2 separate regions of the Mustela erminea genome follow, and region 1 is linked to region 2. The links are chromatin contacts, called in public Hi-C maps. All regions are on one chromosome and are shown on one strand. The core of a region is the stretch at or near the end of the contact, and the rest is flanking DNA. Distances in the headings are between cores, read along the strand shown. Region 1 overlaps MAML2 (mastermind-like protein 2). Region 2 holds the start of MAML2 (mastermind-like protein 2).

Region 1 (6,602 bases), core at 2,185-4,684, 96 kb after region 2:
CAACAGTGTGTGGAAAGAGTTTAAAAGCATAGTGACTTTTTTTTTGGCCACTGATCTATCTCTGAATTCTTCTCTTAGCAAGCCCTCCTAGCACTTTCCCTAGGGTTGCTAACCAAGCTGTATGTGCCTCCTCTCTCTTTGCTCAGAAGTCATCAAACCGTTGACTAAGGTTTATTATTTTTGCATGGTCTGAATCTGATATGTACTTGTGAAGGCTACATGGGTTTGTTGAACTCTCTATTTGTTGGAGGCTAGGAAGATGTTAATGAGGGCTCTCTGTTCCCTGCTTGTAACCTGAAGCTGGCAGTCAACAGAACAAATCAGAGGGTTTCCAGCCGCACACTGAGGTCCTTATGTAAGGAGGATCACACGCAATTTTTGTCTTTTCAGAATTCCTCTCTGTATAATTATTCTTTTGATCATGCTACACATGAAAAGAAAGGCAACCGGGGGTATGAATCATGTCCTTGTTTCACTTGGAATTAACAATTGAGACAGGGTGAGGAGTCTGTGAGAACTGCTGGTCCGAGGGAGGTGGCTCTCTGTTCCAAATTGACAGACTTGGTGCGTGTCCTCACAGATGTCGTCAGAGCAGACCTCAAACCTTACATGTCACATTGATCAGTCCCCATGGGTTAGCTACAGTCGTGGGTGTGGTTCTGCCATGAGAGCGCAGTGGGAGCTTTCTCTGCTGTGCATACAGGAACGCTTCACCGTTCCCCCCAAATGAGTTAGCTACGTTCCTCTCCATCAGGACTTCTACTGAAACATTGAAGGAATTTTTCACTGACTTGAAATGAAAGGCATTGAGCACTTAACCTGTATCGTACCACAGACAGTTCCCCAATATTCCGTTTACTAGGGGCATTTGTGGGTATATTCAGGAGGTAGCTCATATGTCTTCTCAGATGCCTTCCTTTGCACCCCAAACAGAACCGGGGTCACTTGGCCGCCCGTGCTTTATCGCATTTTGTACAGACTTGAACCACATCCCGGACCACAGAATCCCTTTCCGAACATAGTACTTTCACATGCTGTGTTTCTTCTGCCTTTCTTGGCTGTAAATACCTCCTAATCCTTCAAAATCCGACAATATTTGTTGAGTGGCTAAATGAGACGGTTTGTCGAGGAGGGGGCCTTCCCTGACTGATCACTCTGATGAGTCCCCACAGATTGAGTTCTGCTTCCTGTTTGGCACTAACTCAATTCTTAGGACCTATTCACCTGTTCTCTCTCCTGAGTCTGTAACTTTCTCCAGCATAGAGACCTTGATTTTTGTGCTTTGGTATTCCTAGTGCCTAGCATAGTACCTAGTACATAATAAGCCCTCACATTTTTGTTGAACACTGAAATGCAAAGAATTAAGCATAATAGAGTGATTCAGGTGAATACAGAAATAACTTGAATTGAGTCACAATTCCATTACCCGTACAAGCTCACACTGAAGTAAATCAACTTGAGGCATTTCAGATGAAACCTCAGAATGAGGATACATTGGTTTTAGCCCAAAGCAGAAGTTTATATAAAGGATGTAACCTCTTGCCCTCCACACTCAAGAATTAAAATGAAAAAGAAATCTAAAAACCTATTTATAGGTAATTTCAATTTGAGGCTTATAGGTATGTAAAAAGGGTTTATTTGAGGCTTAATAACCAAGTTTCATGTGGGTTCTTGTTTGGGAAAGAAAACTTTCACATGGCATTGATATACAGTAAATTGTGATTTACAAAAACATTCTCACATCCTGTCTAGGGTGAAATTTTAATTTGTCCAATGAACTTTCCACTGAAAGAAAAAATGGCAAAACTGGCAAGCTAATCTAGCTATGCATGTTTTGTTTTGGAAACTTGCTATTCCCAAATGTTCCCTGAATGTATTTTTGAAAATTCTTTGGAAAATTTAAGGAAAAAATTGGTCTTTTGAGAAATACCTTGAATGTTATATTTTGTATGTCAAAGGAGTATTGAATTTTTTGTTGATAGCAGCTTCATTGACTTTTTGATTTATTTCTTTCTGTACTATTCATTGTTTTTTTATTCAGTATGTGAGTGTTATTATCTGATGCCTGACATTTGAAGATATTGCCTATTCCTTACCTTTCAACTGGATAAAATAGATGCATATATTAAAAGAATTTTGAGGGGTGTGTACAACTTACCACATTTGTTTGTGTCTTCCAAATGATGGGCTTTTTCTATGGATGGATGGATGGATGATGGATGGATACATGGGTGAATAGTGTGTGTATGTTTTGAGGGTCCAGGTATTGGGTGCAGGTTACAGCTTTTGCTACCTAACTGTCTGGCCTTTAGCAGATTAATGATCTAAACCCGTTTCTTCAAATGTACATAATCATAGCTCCCCATAAGGTTTGGGGGTTAAATAAAATAATGCATGTAAATAACTTGCATCACAATTGGTACATAGTGCTCAGAAATGTTACCTGTTATTACTATTATTAACGTAACAATAAATAGCTTTAATATAGCACCACCTTTTTAAAATTTAAGGGTGAATAATTACAACCTGGAGAAATTATGAATGTATTGATTGTAGTACATTTGGGACTACTAGTAATGTTATAATCGTTACAGCTCAAGCTCTTCTGTCTATAAGAAAGCGAAAAGTGTAGTAACCGGAAGCTTCCTTATCTACTTACAGAATTACAGGCACAGCTTAGATAAGAAAACATTCTTAGGCTTCACCGTGATATAACAGCCGGTTTTATTATGTACCATGTCCTAGTAAAACATCACCACTTTGACCAGTTTTAAACGTTTATAAACTCTATGTGAGCATTCTTAAAGCACGTCTTTCCCATGATTCTGAGGCTTTTCAAAGGGGTGATCCTATTTTAAAAGATCTGAAATAGGTTTGACATCATCAGGCAGCACAGCCCCAAATTTTACTGTTTTTGTTTTGTTTTGCATTTGCTCCAGATTTCTGTAGAGAAAGAAACAGCACGATTTGTAGGCAATGGGAGTAGCCCCTGAAGTCAGCCCCAGGTCCGTTTCCCAAAGAGGAGTCCGTAGGGCAACGCAGAGGCAGGATGGGTGGACTCCCAGCGGGCCTGCTGCTGTGCGCAGAGAAGGCAGGCACTTTCAGCTCTTCCCAGGGCGGTCACCTGTGGGCCATGCTTTGGGGGGGGGGGGGTCTGAGGATGAGGTTGGGGAAGGGGATGGGGATGGGAGGTTGGGATGGGGCGGGGGGGGGGGCGGGTGGCGAGGAGGGAGCGGGCGGGGATTGGAAGAGGACTCCGGCGAGGCCGGCGCCGCGCTCGGTTCAGCGCCGCGGAGGCGCACGGATTGTTTGCCTCTGGAGCGGCGCCTCCTGCTTGGCCCCCCCACCTCCCCACCCCCGATTTCTGTGGGTGCGGAGCCGGCCTTTTAGGGCAGGAAGCGCCTGCCATGTACGGCGCGCGAGCCCTTCCCGACAGCCCGGCCCCCTCCCCGCCGCCGCCGCCGCCGCGGGGCCTCCTGCTCATTGGCCTGCGGGCCTCCCGGGCTTCTCTCCGGGCGAATGGCTGAGTTTTTAAAAAGGTCTTCTTTTGTCAGCTTGAGATTTTCCAGAATTTAAAAGCGGAAAGGAAGAAAGGAGTACAAGGAAGCTATTAAAGATACATTAAATAAACTCTACTGGGAGCAAGTGTGTGTTTAAGAGAGAATCTGTAACTTTTGCAAGGGAAGTTTGGGTGATGGCTTATTATTTCAACAAAGAGGGCGTGTGTGTGTGTGTGTGTGTGTGTGTGTGTGTGTGTATTTCAACAAAGAGGGTGTGTGTGTGTGTGTGTGTGTGTGTGTGTGTGTGTGTTTTCCCTGAACTGGAGAAGCAGATGTTTAAAGGAGAAGGGGCAGGAAGCAGCTCTGACAAATGAAAGGATTTTTGATTGAATTCGTGAGCTAAAGTTTCCTGCCAGTAATTCATTCAACCCTAGGCAACATAAAAGAAAAACCCACATAATTGAATTTTAATCGTCTAACTTTTTAGCAGACAACCAGAACAAGTAAGTGTAGCTGTCACAGGTAAAACGGAAATCATGCTGTAAGGTGGTTTTAGATTATTATGTATCGGTAGTTAAAAAAAATTATGATACCCTTGCTTCATACTGTTCCTCCTTTATGGGTGCGGGGGTACCAGGGGCTATTCCTTATTGTCTGTGTAAGTTAAAATCCTTCGTGCGGATTTTTTCTTCCTTTAAGCTGTTTTGTGAGCAGGTGCAGATGGCTTTCATGAACTGAGCCAACTGGAATGTTCCGTTGCCGCCTGCAGAAACCGAAGTTTTAAAAAATGAACAACTGCGTTTTGCGCTGTATCTATAATTCAGCTGGAAAACTGTTTTCCCTGTTTTATGATGAAATCTGCCACCTCTGTTTCTTCCTTTTAATGCATTCGGTTTGTTTACAGCCTTAAGGAGGTCTTGTCGCTAAAATCCACCCTCCAGTGTTTTGCAGTCTGATGATTTCACAACAAGGGCCATTGCAAAATAAGGGTAAACGGGCACTTTTTTCAGTCCCTGGAGATTTTCAAGAACTTTTTTTCCTCCTTTTTTTTTTTTTTTCCCTTTAGAGTGTACTCAAGTAAACAGTATCAGGAAGACTCAAAACATGAGACTATTGTACCTTCTCATACACAGAATATAGAATAAGTTGCTTTTAATAAGTTTTAATAAGTTGGTTAACTCTTTATCATTTGAAACCAAGCAACAGAAAGTGGGGAATCAAGACACCCTAAAACTTTTTGGTTCGGTGCTTGGTGTTCATGAGTCTTCCTCTAAAACAAAGTCGAGTGAATTAACTCCTTTGCTATGCAGAGGCTCTAGGAGCCGTGATGGTGATGGGCTTGGACTCTCCGCTCCAGTCACACTCACGTGGACACTAAGGCAAGGCCCTAAACAGAGGAGCCATAGCCAAGGGCCAAGAATCGCACTTGCTGTGCTGCACCTTGAACGGAACAAAACCCAAATATTAGTGCTGTCACTGAACCGAACCTGTCCCCAGTTAGACCTAATGAACTGGTTCAAATCAGAATGATACTTACATATATTCGGAAATGATTGAACAAAGCAAAACTGGAACTTCAGAAAGTTCTGGGCCCAGCCTGAAGCAAACTAAGCGCCCACTGACTGGATGTGTGCACTGGCAGTGTTTATGGGATCCCAGCAGGAAACAAAGGATTTGGATTCTGCTCTTGTGTTGACCTTTACAACAAGGACTGTCCAGGGACACTGACCCAGGCAGTGTTAAGAGGCAACACTTGTTATGTTGTCAGATGGAGATACGGACCTCAGCACAATGGACAGTTTGGACAAGATCATTCCTTTTTGTGTGGGGCTTCCCTGTGCCTTGTAGGATGTTTAGCCACATCTCTGCTACCCGCTAAGTGCCAGTAGGCTACGCCCCTCCAGTTATAATGGTCAAAAATGTCCACGGACATTGCCAAATATCTCCTGGGTAGGAGGCAAAAATCATCCCAGGTTTGAGAACTCTTGCAATAGGAGAATAGTCATCAGCCTCCTGCATTGTTTCAGAAAGGTTTTCCGGTAGATATTGGGAAGAAAAGCTACACACTTAAGTCCCAGAAGGATCACCTGGCATAAAGTAAAAGCTAATCCCTTAGGTAAGTCCTCATCTCAGAGTTGGTTTCTCTACTAAAGCAAGAAACCCTTTATGTTGGAAAGACCAGATATGGTATTATTATGAGGCAGACCTGGTGAAAATACTGTGATGAAGACATCTGTAAGCACACACTATTATAAAAACTTTACCTCATAATGACTTACAGTGCTGGTGATAACATCTTCTGGCCACACTTCAGTGTTTACCCTCATGTTCTGCAACAGTTGCAGAAATTTTCAACGTATTAATTCTAGTAGTGTCTCTAGTTCACAGCGTACAGAGATGCTGTTTGATCCGGGGTGCCTATGTACCCTACAGTGAATATATTAGAGTGCTATTTCAGGAGAATTGGACGTCTTAATTATAACTTTTTTTAGGTTTGTGTGAATATAGTGTATGCTTTAGAAATGAAATTTATAGTTATTCTGTGCTTCAATGAGACTTTTCATTTGTATGTAATATAACAGTACCTTTCCCTTGGCGGTTTTCATTTGGTAGGAAGACTCATTTGTACATCAGAGCATTATTTGGAACAGTGGGTTTTGCCAAGATTATAATGTGGTAATTACATTTAAAATTGAGCTGTGCCAAAGCATTGCAAAAATAATAATAAGTCCACTAAATATATAACATTGACACAGACAGTTCATCAGCTTTTGTTAATACTGTGAAAAACAAACCAAATTTTCTATTTTTTGTCTGTGAAGAAAACCTGGGGAAAGAATAATCACAGTATAAAATTGAACAGCTAATCGAGTTTTCCAAATGGTTTATTTTAATGGTGATTTAGCATTCTAAGGCACAGACCCTTAGCTTTTGTTTAGCTTTTGTCTTTAATGTAGATTATAAATCAAAGCACTGCATAATGACAAAGAATAAAGTTATTGGCTAATATTTCCTCATAGACTGTAAATAATAATGATGCCTATGAAGCCTATAATAACAAGAAACACTCCCTTCATCTCAATTGATCTCCACAACCATCCT
Region 2 (7,060 bases), core at 2,095-4,594:
TATCATAGTAGGATCTATTTTTCGGTGCAATTTTAGATACTTGTTTCTGACCCCAAGTGTTGACTGAACCTGGCTTCAGTTGTTATGTGGTTCATGCATGGAGTTCAGTCTATGTGCATACATAAAAAGCTACACTTCATTAAGTCCTTACATAGAGATTACTTAGTATTTGCTTCAATTTTCTGAAATTATCCCTATTCCTACTGTAAGCAAAACATGTGGAAAAAGTTCACAAAGTACTGAGAATACTGATGCTGATGTTTCACATGAGGAGTACATACCTTTTTGAAAAGTGTAAAATAGAAATTTCAGTCACATATCTCTATTCTTATTTCTCTGGCATATGGAAATAATCCTTAACCAAAATGAAGCCATAGTTGAGAGCTGAAGATGAAGTGACAGTGCCCAAAAAGAAGCAAGGCAGAACTGGAGGAAAAGTAATAGTCAAGTTGTAAGGGTGAAGGATCATGAATGACTTGTAGAAAGGAAGGCCACAGAAAACGAAAGTGAATGATCTGTAAAGTATCTCTAATGTCCCCAGGAGCATCACTTCTCATATGCTCGCGACACTGCAGACAAGCCCGAGAATGCTGAAGAGTGAGATTGCCTTCCACCTGGAGAGTTTTTTAAATTAACTTATGTATTGTTTTAAATATCATGCATTTACTTTGTAAAAATTAAGGCACTAATGATTAGAGGGACTTAATGATGGCAGCTGACCCAGTTCCTAGGTCAGGCATCTTGCTGGCATGAAACATTTTTCCCACTGGAACAGCATTCTGACTGTTGATCAGGAAATGTAAAAGTAGTTTTGCTGATGTCTGCAGTTACTGCAACCAAGCAAACTTCATAAGCGGGTGTTTGAAAACTACAAGAGGCTTTTTAGGTATACGGTAACACCAAAAGAATGGCAGAGAGACAAGCTGTTAGGAAACGGAAATGAGCCTGGACTGGGGGGCCAAAAGCAAGGAGTCCATAAGAAAATTGAAATGTTGAAAAAACTGAATTAACCTCAAACAGGTATTATGACATGCTGTATGATTTTATCATCATTATAAGCATCAACATCATTGATTTGCTTTAACACCAAAAAATACTTTGTAAATTTAAAATTCTACATGTCTGTGAAGTGTTTAGATCTTGGCATTTATTACTGTGGTGTTAGGTGCTTTAGTGTTAAGTAGCCATGTTAGGAGAGATGATGAGTCAAAAATGGACAAGTAAAAGAAAAGCAATCCTTGAAAGAATTCACATGGCTACACAGAAACAAGGGTTAGAGAACAATACCATTAAAAGGAGGGGAGGGAAATGAGGAACAAAATAAATGTTTATTTTATTGGCAGTTGGATGTAATTGAACATGCTTTCTCACTTGTCTGCTCTCACCTTCAGATGGGTGGTTCTATTCACTACTCATTTCTTGGAGGCTTAGACTCTAGCAAGCTGATTAGAGTGTAATTGCAGCTTTGCAATATTGAGGCAGCAAGCCCAGTGGTTAAGAGAGCACAGGTTTGCCATCGGTGTTGAGGTAGAGCCCTGAGCTGTTATTTCCTAGTCACATGAACTGGAACGAGGAGTTTAATTTCTGGGAGCCTCAGTTTCCTCACTTCTAAGTGAGGTTAATAATACTTACATGGATTAAGGGAGATCTATGTGAAGTGCTGTGCCTGAAACAGTGATTAAATAAACAGTAGCTGATGTGAATGGAAATGAGGATGTGCATAATGATTTCAGCTTGAATTTAATGGGCTGTAAAGGAAAAATGTATATAAAAGACACTCTAAAAAAAAGTGACATACACGGCTGAATATAGTGTAAAAATCTATTAAACTGCTTGACATGTTTTTAAGGTATGTCCCTGTCTAGCATGGAAATCAAAATTTGTATCAGAAAGGAACAACGGTTTTGACTAAGGATTCTGAGTTACTAATGAAAATCAATGCTATGGCATCACTGTCCAGTAAACAGTGTTTTAAATTTAAATGTTGCATTTTCTCTTTTATCAAGTATGATTGCTGAATATAAAGTACCCATATAATGGAAGATAATGTCTAATGAGTACAACTTTTTAAAAAAAATCAAATGTAAAATGATCAAAACTCCTTCAATTTTTAATGACACCTCATGAGAGACTTCCCCATAAAATCTGCATACCTAACAAAAACAAATTCCTGCCTTTCCCCCATGTAACTAGTGAGGAACTTAGCCTTGGAAAGGACAGAAGTTCCAATGAAAAGTAAAAAAAAAAAAAAAAAAAAAAAAAAAGAATAAGTTACATTCGATCAGAGTATACTTGTCGCCAACTCCAAACAAATATTCCCGAACTTGTGAAAATAAAATGGACTAAAGCAGACCAGCCTACCTATTGGGAACTAAATTGTAAATAAATCCAGTCTTAACCATGTTTCCATTGACTTTACCCATTCATTTCTTTCCATAGGTCAATTTGGAGAAGGGCCGTGTCACTGAGGTGGGAGTATTCGTTTAAATTAATGAAGTCCCATTGCTCGAGACCTCAAATCCAAGTGACTTCGGAGTTAGGACACACAGCATGGTTATGGTCCTGACGATCCCAATTTTGTGCTCACCTAAACTTCTTGAAACTCCACGGCTACATACTGAGTTTTCTCCATGCACATGTAAACCAGATAGCCGTGGATCTTGCAGTGACTTGTCATAAGTCACCTCGTATTTTCAAAGAAAAACCTTCATTTTCTTTTCTAGAACTGGGACCGGTGATTTCATCGTCATAAAATCTCTTATTTACCCCTGCTGAATTGCTTGTAATCACCGAAGCTGACTTACCCAAAGACGCACAGAACAGGCAGGCAGGTAGACAAGACACTGGCCTCCCCTTTCCGGGTGGGCTAGCGATGTGATTTCCACTGCACCCCGCCGCCCCCCGCCCCCAACACGCACATCCTCGCCCGCCTTCCTTATTATACTTAATGAGCATTTCCTCCCTGCTCACCCAGCTCTCGCTGGGGTGCTCAGTGGTGTCCTTTACAACCTATTGAAAAATGAAAATGATACCCTCAGGGGGGCGTCAGGTAGGTCTGAAAGGGAAAATACATTCCCTGGCCGGGAATTTCTTCAACATTTAGAGCTGGTGAAGTACATGGGTAGGGGTTGGGGAATTTCCCCAGCCTTCCCCACTCGGCCAAGTCAGGCTCCGGGAGCCCCGGCGAGACGCGCCGCGCGCAGGCTGTGGGATTTACGTCTTCGGCCACTGGGAGGCCCTCTGCGTTCCCCTTTCTCGGGCGCCCGGCTGCAATTACTCACTCGTGCAGTGACACCAGCCTTCCACCAGGGAGCCGCCGCTCTGCTCTCCCGCCCGCCCCCTCCCCCCGCCCCCATCTGCAGCTTGCTGGCTCTCTCTTTCTCCCTCTCTGTCTCACTCTCTCTCTCTTTCTCTCCCTCTCCTATCGGAGCACAATGAAAGCCTGTGTATCGCCGTGACTCCGGGCAGTGGAGCCAGTGTCAGCAAAGCGGCTAACAACAGACGGGAAAGAGAAAGGAAAATACAAGCTACTTTTTTTTTTTTTTCTTTCCATCTATAAAGCGGAGCAATACAGGAGATAGAACCACATTGCTTATTGCGAGTCCAGACCCTCAGATCCACTGGCCGGGGATGGAATGTACAAAAGTGGACAGAAAAGTGGCTGGACATGACTCGGTGCAATTTGCTGGAAGTTTGTAAGTTTGACCATCGTTTGTAAATTACTCTCGGAAGAGTTTGTCTCTCTTGATACTGTGTTAGAATAGAGCCGCCGGGGGTGAGGAAGCGTAAGCGGGAAAGAAAAAAAAAATGTGTTGAAGGATCTCTCTCAGTGGCTAGCGACTTCAGACTGCTTTCATTTAAGGCTAGGAAACCTTAGAGGGAATGAGGATTTTTACCGGTGATTGGATTAGCTGAAGAAAAGAGCATGGTCCAAAAGTCCAGTTACTGACATTGTTAACAATTGAAAAGCTATCTCCCTCTTTTGGGAGAAGACAACATCCTACAGTACCCCAAAGAGGAGAAAACACCGGAGCCAAGGGAAAGGGAGGAAAAATTAAAAGCCAACAGACAGCCTCTCTTGATTTTTGTTCATTCTGAACATTGCCTTTGAAAATTTCCTGAAACAGCACTTTTTTTCCTAACCCGGAGAAAAGTAAAGGCTGCAGGTTACATAGACGTGGTAGAGATGTGTTTCTCTGCAGAAACATCCCCATAAAAAATTTTTCTGAAACAACTAGGTGAGGGGGAGTCCAATCTCTATTAATACTCCTCTCAATTCCCTTTGCTGTCTGTTTCTGTCTCTGGCTTGACAATCCCTGAATTCCTGCTCTAACCCCCAGATCGTGTGTTTACAAAGTACCTAGGGGCTCTTGTCAGCCTGGTGGGGGGGAAAAAAAAAACCCACCAACTCTGTCCAAGTTCTCAAGAGCTGTCAAATGCAATTAGAGTAAGTTGATAAGGGTTTGTTTCCAACTAATCCTCTGCGACTGGTTCTGCTCTGTCTCCTCACCCTCTTTTTACTAACTCCCCTCCCCCACACCTTCTCCACGGCTCCCCCCAACCTCTGAAGACCTCTATTCATGTGGCCCTGAACACTGAGCTCACATTGTCAAAAACAGACTTGCCTGCAATAGCCAGCAGTAGCCTCCTTCCACCTCACCATCCCAGAGGCAGCATTGTGTCCAGTAAGATGGGGGACACAGCGCCCCCACAGGCCCCCACAGGAGGGCTAGGGGGGGCCCCTGGGGCGGGGCTCCTTGGAGGGGGCTCAGTCACCCCGAGAGTGCACAGTGCTATCGTGGAGCGCCTCCGGGCTCGGATCGCCGTCTGCCGCCAGCACCACCTGAGCTGTGAAGGACGCTATGAGCGTGGTCGGGCTGAGAGCTCAGACCGGGAAAGAGAGAGCACCTTGCAGCTCCTGAGCCTGGTACAGCATGGCCAGGGGGCAAGGAAGGCTGGCAAGCACGCCAAGGCCACTGCCACTGCGGCCACCACGGCAGCCCCTCCACCGCCCCCTGCTGCCCCTCCTGCAGCCTCTCAAGCAGCAGCGACAGCAGCCCCACCGCCCCCACCAGACTATCACCATCACCACCAGCAGCACCTGCTCAACAGTAGCAATAATGGTGGCGGTGGTGGGATCGACGGTGAGCAGCAGTCACAAGCTTCAACCCCTGGGGACCAGAGGAACTCAGCCCTGATTGCGGTAAGGCACCTGGTTTTCTCATGATTCTCGCTGTGGTCCGCTGGCCTTTTGTGAGGGTAGAGCTTGCCTTGGCCTGAGGGGGAGCGGACAGCAAGGAAAAGGGCCAAGGTGCTACCTGGCTACCTCCCAGGCCATCGGGTAGGCAGTCTGTGCAGCTTTACACTCTTACTCATCAAGTTCTCTGGTGCTCATTCATGGCTATTCCTACACTAGTAGGCTGTCTCTTAGGAAGTAGAAAGCCCGAGCTTCCCAGAGGCCCTCTGGAGTCAAGAGTGGCTACAGGCTTGCAAGATCTGAATGAGCCGCTGAGGAAGGCCCTGTCCTCACAGATCTTCTCTTCTGGCTAGCCAGCTCTGATTAGGCCCAACAAGCCGTGCTTCAGCCTGAGTTCCTCTGTCAGTCCAGCTGACCTTCCTCAAAGCCTTTTCCTGCATTTCCCATTTCCCCTTTGAAGTGGCCCCTTCTTGGGTTAAGAGACCATAAGTGGCGATCTCTAACAGAGAAGTTCCATGAGTGTCCCCTCAGTCGAAAGAGAAATGTGGGGGAAACATCCCTAAGATGGGTGAGGGAATGTTTCTGAGAGGCTTACTCCCTGATTTCCCAGGGATGGCCCCACTGCCCCCTCCCACTGAGCTTCTTTTCCCGGGCACCACAGGCAGGTCATGCCAGCTGACAGCTTTCAGGACAGTGGGCAGGCACGGAAGGGGCCGTTTACGCACTATCATCCTAGGAAGTACCTTGTCTTCAGCCACTCCTGGTGACAGGACATCAAACCTGAAAGTTCTGACTGAAGTTTCTGGCTGGCATTTCTTCCTCAGAGGCACAGACACACCCCATCCCAGAGGGAGTATCCCTTGAATCATTGGTTCTCGGTGCCAGTCCTGGTCAGGTGACCGCCTGCCGTGCACCGGCTTCCCCTGGATTTGCCAGGCCAGTGGCCTCTGGGTAGAAGGTGGAACCCTGCCCCGCAGCCCTGCAGGCCACCTCCATTTCTGAGGTCTGTGGGGCCCTTGATCTTCTGTCTGCTCGCAGCACCGCTCCGGCTTGCCTAAGCCAGCCCTAATGAAAGTCAGCAACAGGAAATAGCCATGTGAGACTAAAAGTACTGCAAAAGCCCGAAGGAGAGGAGGACAGTGCGTCCAACTCCTTTTCCAAAGGAGCTTGAAAAGGAGCTCTGGAGAGTGGACCCCCTCTCCCCGCCCCAGCCAGGCCTATAGGATGCTTCTTTGTGGCTCCCCCTTATATCTAGCCAGGGCGTGTAGTGAAGTTTCTAGAAGTTCTGGGAAAGCTAGGTTAGTGGTCATCTGCCCCACCACACACACATTTTGCTTGGGTTGCCTAGAACTGCAACTTCCTGGCATGAGCTCCAGAGGAAAAATAACTGGTAACAGTTGAACTACCCAGTGTTTGCTGTCTCATCCTTGAATGCAGTTGACCTGTGGGGTCCTATTAGAGCTTCAAGGACTAGTTTCCCTTCCCTACTACCTGTTCCATCCCACCACTCCTTGGAATTCCCTAGGAGAGCAGTGGGAGTTTTTTTTTTTGTGAAAGGGAGCTGCTGAGGTGAATGGCAGAGGGGGTGGGGGGTGGGGAAATCACTCAAAGGGAGAGAAGAATGAGGTTTGTATGTATGTGTGTGTGTCACTGGCATCTGCAGCCAGAAGCATCTAAATGCCTTGATTGTCCCTAGTAAATTTATAATCTGTCTGCAAGTCTCCCAATAATACCGCTTTGTGCACTTCGCAGTCTCCTGGTAAGTGTTTCTGGGGATGACACAGGGGACGAGGCGCTCAGCCTTTTTCAGTGGAGAAGACCGATATCTGTCTGGGGTGCCAAAACTGGAGGTGGCCCTCGTAT

Evidence for each region. Hi-C and Micro-C count contacts between places; a contact is called where the count stands out from the background.
Region 1: a Hi-C map of fibroblasts shows a contact between it and region 2, with 3 times the contacts expected there. The contact joins the enhancer-like site here to the promoter of MAML2 in region 2. A contact is called at or near these places in 2 of 3 Hi-C or Micro-C datasets (fibroblasts and spleen).

What each region holds. Positions count from the first base shown.
Region 1 is chr9:35,846,602-35,853,203 of mMusErm1.Pri, forward strand. The region is part of intron 1 of MAML2 (mastermind-like protein 2); the gene reads left to right. Among named protein-coding and RNA genes, the nearest start is that of MAML2, 95 kb to the left of the region's middle. Within about 2 kb of position 3,435, the one cell type or tissue checked has open chromatin away from gene starts, as enhancers often do. A contact at or near this core is called in fibroblasts, where this site is marked.
Region 2 is chr9:35,751,109-35,758,168 of mMusErm1.Pri, forward strand. MAML2 (mastermind-like protein 2) reads left to right here and starts at 3,345. Exons shown (of 5, transcript XM_032360171.1): 1 at 3,345-5,203. The coding sequence starts at 4,691.